2 separate regions of the Macaca mulatta genome follow, and region 1 is linked to region 2. The links are chromatin contacts, called in public Hi-C maps. All regions are on one chromosome and are shown on one strand. Each heading gives the region's core, a stretch centred on a gene start, on an enhancer-like site or on the middle of the called end of the contact. The rest is flanking DNA. Distances are from core to core; before and after follow the strand shown.

Region 1 (3,712 bases), core at 179-2,678, 150 kb before region 2:
GCTCACTGCAGCCTCAAACTCCGGGGCTCAAGCCTCCTGAGTAGCAGGGATCATAGGCACATGCCACTATGCCTGGCTTTTCTTTTTCTTTTTCATATGGAGTTTCGCTCTGTCACCCAGGCTGCAGTGCAGTGGCGCAATCTCGGTTCACAGCAACCTCCACCTCCCAGATTCAAGTTATTCTCCTACCTCAGCCTCCCGAGTAGCTGGGATTATATATGTGCACCACCATGCTCGGATAGTTTTTGTATTTTTAATAGAGACGGGGTTTCACCATGTTGGCCAGGCTGGTCTTGAACTCCTGACCTCAGGTGATCCACCCGCCTCAGCCTCCCTAAGTGCTGGGATTACAGGTGTGAGCCATTTCTCGGCCCCAGGTGGTTTCTTTTTATTTTGTTTTTTGCAGACATGGGGCCTTGTCACATTGCCAAAGCTGGTCTCCAACTCCTTGGCTCAAATAATCCGCACACCTTGCCCTCCCAAAGTGCTGCAGTTACAGGCCTGAGCCACTGCGCGTGGCCTAATTTTTTTTCACTTAAAAATTTTTCTTGTAGAGACAGGGTCTTGCTATGTTGCCCAGGCTGGTCTGGAACTCCTGAGCTCAAGCAGTCCTCCTGCCTCGGCCTCCCTAAGTGCTGAGATTACAGGTGTGAGCCACCTCACCGGCCTAATAATATTTATTAAGCCCTTGCTGAGTGGCTGGCTGTGTACTAAAGGGCTCCTAGAAAGATCTCTGCAAAAGTAGGACACTCCATTTATGAGACTTTTTAACCCGAGGGACCTCCTTCCTAATGGTTAGGCCCCTTCCCAATGGTTAGTGAATCTTCTCAACACTCCTATCAGGTAGCTAACATGATCATCTCCATTTTACAGATGGGCAAACTGAGGCACAGAGCAGCAAGTTTGGTGGGTCTGGGATGGGAGTCCAGGTCTGGCTGGCTCCGGCGCCCAGGCCTGTGCAGCCTCCCCTCTCGCGCGGCGGTCACGCCACCGTGTGCCAGGCTTGCGCTGGGCCGCGTCCAGCCCTGGGCCGCCTGGGGGAGGGGTGACCTCCCGCCGCCGCGCCCCCCCGCGCGCCCTCCCCTAGCTGGGCCCCGGCCAGCTCCACCCCCTCCTGCCGCCGAGCCGTTCCGCCCCCCGCAGCGGCCCAGGGACAGCCGGCGGTGGGGGGAGGCCGGCGGGGGGGGACCCTGCTTTGGGGACTTAAGGAGGGAGGAAGGACGAGGCCGGACAGCCCGGCGCGCACACACACACCTGCTCTCCAGGTGAGATCCAGTCTCCAACTAGCGTCTCTGCATCCCCACCCCCCCACCGCGGCCTGGGCGCCCTGGCGGCGGGAGGGGGCGGGGCCGACTGGAGGGGCGGGGCCAGCAGGAGGGGGCGTAGTGCGGGCGGAGCCACCTCCGAGGGCCGGGCGCCCAGGCGGCGGCGCGCGCGAGGACGCTCGGGCGGCGGGACGCAGGGAAGGCAGCGGCCGGAGCGCGCAAGGCGAGTGGGACCCGGGGCTGGGTAGGGGTTCAAGTCCGGTTCGGGGATCGAGTGTGCACCGCCCCCCCACCTACTACCCTACCCCCCGCCTCCAACCCCGGGACACGACTTCGCTGGTCTCAACGAGCCGCTGCCTCCAACTCCACCTTCTATGCCCAAACTTTCCAGACTTGTACTGTCTCTGCCCCCGCGTCCCTGCTCCCTCCCCGTCTATGACCCCATACCCTCATCGATTCCTCCCAGTACCCCCATCGATTCCTCGTGCCCTGCCCGTCTCCCCTGTCCTGGCTCCCCTCTGCCCCCTCTCCCCTGTCTGTGTCCCCCTTTCTGCCCCCTCCCCGCACTGTCCCCCCTCACCCTCCTCCGCGGCCATGCCCCAGGCGGCGGGAAGGCGGCCGGGCGTCCGGCCGGGCTGGGCCTGGGCTTGGCGGCTGGGCCGGCGTGGGGAGCGGCAGCTGTTTGCCATTAGCCGGGGATCCACAGGCCCCGCCCCCTCCCTGCACCGGGCGGGGTCCTTCTCGCCGCCCCCCAACCCCCCGAGTTTAGGGCGGAAAGACCCCCCGCGCCCCCGCCACCTCCAAGATGTGCAGGCCGGTCTTGGGTGGTGGGTTGGGGAGACCCGCGCCCCTTCCCTGAACTCCCTACCTGTCCCCTCTTGTAGGCTCCAGTCTCTCCATCTGTGTCTTATCCTGTCACCCCTTCCCCACTCCCCAGGGGTCCCATAGCGAGAGAAGGGTTTCAGCCACAGACATCCATCTCCCCCACCACACCCCCTCATCTCCTTTCTCTTCCCCTTACTCGGGAGTCGGGAGTCGCTGGTCCTGATCGAGGGCGGTCAGATGACTGAGGACCCTCAGACCTCAGTCTTCATATCTGGGAAACGGGTAGAGATATCTGGTGTGGAGTCTGGGGGTGGTGACTTGGTGGGCATTGGCGGGATCCACCAGCCTTAGGTTCACGTTCAGGCCCAGCTACTTCCCCGTGGCCCCAAGGATCCTAGGCAAGCCAGTGTACCTTTCTGTGCCCTCTGCATCCCCTGTCTGTGAAACGGGATAACTGCCCATCTCATGGAATTGTCACGACAATTAAAAGAGTTGATGTTAGGCTGGGTGCGGTAGTTCATGCCTGTAATCCCAGCACTTTGGGAGGCTGAGGTGGGTGGATCATCTGAGGTCAGGAGTTCGAGACCAGCCTGACCAACATGGAGAAACCCCATCTCTACCAAAAATACAAAATTAGCCAGATATGGTGGCACATGCCTGTAATCCCAGCTACTCAGGAGGCTGAGGCAGGAGAATTGCTTGAACCTGGGAGCTGGAGGTTGTGGTGAGCCAATATCATGCCATTGCACTCCAGCCTGGGCAACAAGAGCAAAACTCCGTCTCAGGAAGAAAAAAAAAAAAGAGTTGGTGTTATTATTACTGTTACTATACTATTTGCCTGGCAGCACCCTCACTCCCCTGACCCCCTCTCCCCCTGACTATTCCAATCCTGCTCTAATCCCACTTGCTCCCTGTATCTCCATCTCTCTTTGGTGGCCAGAAAATATTTTCAATCAACTTCCTGTTGCTCAGGGGCGAGTCTCCAGGCAAATGGAAAACCAAATTTCCTGCAATTGGTGACCATGTGTTCCAGGTGTTGAAAGACAGAGAAGCGAAGACAGAAACGTGGAAAGACAGAGAGAAAGACACGGAGAGAGACGTAGAAGGACAGAGACGTGGAGAGACACAGAGAGACCTGGAGAGAGACAAAGCAAGACAGGACAGGAGAACAAGGACAAGCTCAGGTGCCCCGGAGCCCCAGCCCTGCCTTCATGCCCAGCAGGTGCCCTACCTGGCCCATCCTCCCAAGGTACCTGCTGCCCCCGCACTCAAAGGCCAGAAAGGATTCACTGATGGCGGGATGGGCTGGGGCCTCTGCAGCATGATGGCTGGAGGTCAGATAACAGAAAGGACCGGCCAAGTTCAGACGGGTTATACTGGGGACAAAAGAGCCCTGGCCAGCCTCCAGGGCTGAGGGGGGTTTAGTGAGAGGCTCTGATTGTCCCTCCCTTTTGCAGCCTCCAGGCGCCCTGTCTTACTTCCTCCCCTCCACCCCCAGGACTTCCTGGGCCTCCACCCGGCCCTTTATCCCTACTGCGCCCCTAAGCCCGGACGCATCCTAGGCAGGCAGGAAGTTCTGTGTAGCCCAGCAGTGAAACTGTTTATTTTTAGAGAAAATTGTT
Region 2 (3,653 bases), core at 138-2,637:
CATCCCCTCTCACAGTGCACACGGTGCTGGCCTCTGGGCTGTGTGCCTGGCCACGTTATTTCAGTCAGGCCCCTGTGCTGCAGATGTGGAGACTGAGGCACAGAGACAGATGTGGAGCTCAGATCTTCACCATACTCAAGTCCCTCCTACAGTAACCACAGGGCTGCTGCCTCCAGGTAGTGCGGAGTGGGAATGGAACCCAGAGGACCCACCCTGTGGGGCCAGAGCTTTGTGAGGCTTAGCTGCGGCAGCCTGGACCCGACTCCGTCTTTCTGAGCGCCTCTCTAGCCCTGAGGCTGTGCGCATGTGTCTCCTGACCTCAGCACAGGTATCAAGTTCAACACCATTGTCTACCATGTATTTTTTTTTTTTTTTTGAGACGTAGTCTCACTGTCACCCAGGCTGGAGTGCAGTGGCGTGATCTCAGCTCACCGCAACCTCCACCTCCCGGGTTCAAGCGATTCTCCTGCCTCAGCCTCCCGAGTAGCTGGGATTAAAGGCATGTGCCACCATGCCTGGCTAATTTTTGTATTTTAATAGAGACGGGGTTTTGCCACATTGGCCAAGCTGTTCTCAAACTTCTGACATCAAGTATCGGCCCGGCTCGGCCTCCCAAAGTGCTGGGATTACAGACGTGAGCCACTGCGCCTGGCCTGCATGGTCTTTATTGTAGCAGCATCTCTGCCCTCTCACTGTCGCAGGCAGGCTGGTGGCTGGCGGGGTGGTCTTCAGCAGCCTGCCTGCTGAACCCATGTGGGCCAGCAGATGCCCTTCTCTGAGCCCTTACCAAGCACACCAAGGGGATGCCCCCTGACAAACATGCGGCCTTGACATTTGGACACAGTGCCCCAAATGCCTCAGCCACCAGCTGCCGACTGCTATAAAGAACCCAGGGAGGGAGGCGGAGATTGCAGTGAGCCAAGATTGTGCCACTGCACTCCAGCCTGGGCTACAGAGCAAGACTCCGTCTCAAAAAAAAAAAAAAAAAAAAAAAAAAAAGAACCCAGGGAAGAAGGTATCAACTGGCAGTGCACAGCCCCACAAGTCTGAACCTGACCCAGAGTCACAGCGAACATTTCTGCATGTTCTGATTTTGAAGTAAAATCTCCTACATGCAACTTAATTTCTTCATTCTGGTTTCGATTTCTGGCAGGTTCCTCAATGTGGTTTGAGATTTCAAACCACCAAGGAGAAATGCCCTTGGCTGAGGGCAGGTGTGTGGCCCAGGGCCCCTGTGAGGCCCCTGGTGCTGGCACAGCCCCGCTCAAGCCCCTAGCCTCCCTCCAGCCTCTGCATGCACTGTGTCCTCTCTGCCTGGGACACCTGTCCCTCACCTCCCAGTGGACACTGCTCACGCTTCCTGTTCTGCTTATGTGGCCCTTCCCACTGGAGCCACCACAAGTCCCTGGACAGCAGAGGCCAGAACTGCCCACATGGTACCACAGAACACTCCAGCCTGTTCCCACGGTGGCCGCTGAGCAGGAGGGGCCTGTCAGTGCACTGTGTCCACAACGTAAAGGACAGTGGCTGTGAAGGCCGGCAGTGCCACACTCCGGGGCCTGGGGAGGAGGGGTCTTGTGGCTGTGAATCTGACTGCAGAGGAACAGAGTAAAAGCTTTCCAGGCAAGACAACTGGACACGTATGAGGAGGTCATCACGGAGGTCACGTCAAACACAATTCTGCCGGTATAAAATACAAACTAGGGGGCTGCGGGTATCTCCAATGATCAAAAACAATATTCGAAAAGATTCCACCTGACAGGAAGGGCGTCCCTGCCTCTCCTAAAGGGTCTGGCCCCAACACAGCAGCGGGTGCCCAGCTGAACCACTTCTGTCCTCAGATGTCACCACCTAGAGGGACCACGTGACTCCCACCTGCAGTCACGGGCACAGTCTCCAGCTCGGCGAGGCAGGATCCTGACACCGAATCCAGAGGATAACCTCCTGTGTTCACTCTGTGAATTGTCAGAACTCAGGTCTACACAGACGCCAATCTCTTTTCAGGCTTCACATTTAACTCAATTACAGAGTTCAACTAATTAGGGGTTTCTGGAAAGCAAACTAAAAAACAAAAATTCTGGCCAGGCGTGATGGTGGTGCACACCTGTAATCCCAGCTACTTGGGTGGCTGAGGCAGGAGAATCGCTTGAACCTAGAAGGTGGAGGTTGCAGGGAGCCAAGATCACGCCATGGCACTCCAGCCTGGGTGACAGAGTGAGACTCTGCCTCACACACACACACACAAATCCAATTAAAAATAATTTGTCTTTTCTTTTCTTAGAAAGGAGCAATTGAAAGTTGGAGACAAAAAAGTAAGCTGTTAGCTGTGTCTGACTTTATTCCATTCAAGCTCTTCTCAGCCTGGTGCAGCTGTGTGGCGCCAAGGAAGGGCCGAGTGACATGAGCACCACCTGCCACGCAGTTGGTAGCGTGGAACCTTCCATGGGTCTGACAGATGTGTCATACAGAATGTAACTTCTAGCCAATGATGGGCAAATAATAATAATAAAAAAGAACGTAACTTCACCCCAAATGAGGTCTTTTGCCCAGCACTACTGGGAGGTGATCGCTGGGCACTTAGAATGTCACACCTAATGGGCGTCTCGGTTTACATGGGGTCTGGAACCAGTCCTAGGTTGGGGCTTTGGGCTATGTAGTTTCTGCTCGACCTGCAGAGGGGCTTGAGATGGAGGTCAGTCATATGGGTAGCCAGCTGTGTCTTTATGACCAAGTCCCAGTAAAAATGCTTGACACAGGGTGGGTGCGGTGGCTCACGCCTGTAATCCCAACACTTCGGGGGGCTAAGGCAGGCGGAGCACTTAAGGTCAGGAGTTCGAGACCAGCCTGGCCAACATGGTGAAACCCCATCTCTACTAAAAATACAAAAATTAGCCAGGTGTGGTGGCGTAAGCCTGTAATCCCAGCTGCTCAGGAGGCTGAGACAGGAGAATCACTTCAATCCAGAAGGCAGAGATTGCAGCAGGCCGAGATTGCACCATTGCACTCCAGCCTGAGTGACAGAGTGAAAACAAAACAAAACAAAACAAACTCTGGACACAGAGGCTTCTCTGGTTGGCAATGTTGTCAGCGTCACCAGGAACATGAGTGCCGTCTGCAACTCCACAGGGAGGAGACAAAGGAAAGTCCTGTGTCTGGAACCGTCCAGATCACCTCAAGTGATCCGCCCACCTTGGCCCCCAAGAGGCCCCATATACCTCTTGCCTTGGTTGATTTTAATCTGTAGCCTTGCACTGTAATAAATCATAACTGCAGGCGTAACAGGCTGAGAATGACGGCACGTGAGGGTGATCTTGCGGACTTTCCCCAAACCGTGCAACAGGGTGGACCCTGAGGTTGTTTTCCCTCATAGCTTCAAATTTCGTTAAGAATATCAGAAATATCCATTAAGTACGCCAATTTTGTATCCAAACATCATGTTGGAAATTATTGCTAAATGGAGGCAGCTTTTCTTTCGCTTTTTTTTTTTTTTTTTTTGCAACAGAGTCTCACTCTGTCACCCACGCTGGAGTGCAGGGGGGTGATTATACCTCACTGTGGCCTTGGCCTCTTGTGGTCCTCCTGCCTCAGCTTCCTGAAGAGCTGAGACAACAGGCATGCACTACCACACCTGGCTAATTTTTGTACTTTTTGCA

What was found. A called contact is a pair of places that touch in the nucleus more often than the background predicts.
Region 1: a Hi-C map of CD4 T cells shows a contact between it and region 2, with 3 times the contacts expected there. The contact joins the promoter of KANK2 here to the enhancer-like site in region 2. A contact is called at or near these places in 4 of 14 Hi-C or Micro-C datasets (CD4 T cells, blood, cortical neurons and 1 more).

The regions. Positions count from the first base shown.
Region 1 is chr19:11,933,428-11,937,139 of T2T-MMU8v2.0, reverse strand. It overlaps KANK2 (KN motif and ankyrin repeat domains 2), which reads left to right and starts at 1,428. Exons shown (of 12, transcript XM_077977377.1): 1 at 1,428-1,488; 2 at 3,124-3,274.
Region 2 is chr19:11,786,870-11,790,522 of T2T-MMU8v2.0, reverse strand. All of the region lies in intron 29 of SMARCA4 (SWI/SNF related, matrix associated, actin dependent regulator of chromatin, subfamily a, member 4), which reads right to left. Among named protein-coding and RNA genes, the nearest start is that of LDLR, 36 kb to the left of the region's middle. Within about 2 kb of position 1,387, at least 12 of the 40 cell types and tissues checked have an H3K27ac peak or open chromatin away from gene starts, as enhancers often do. A contact at or near this core is called in CD4 T cells and blood, where this site is marked.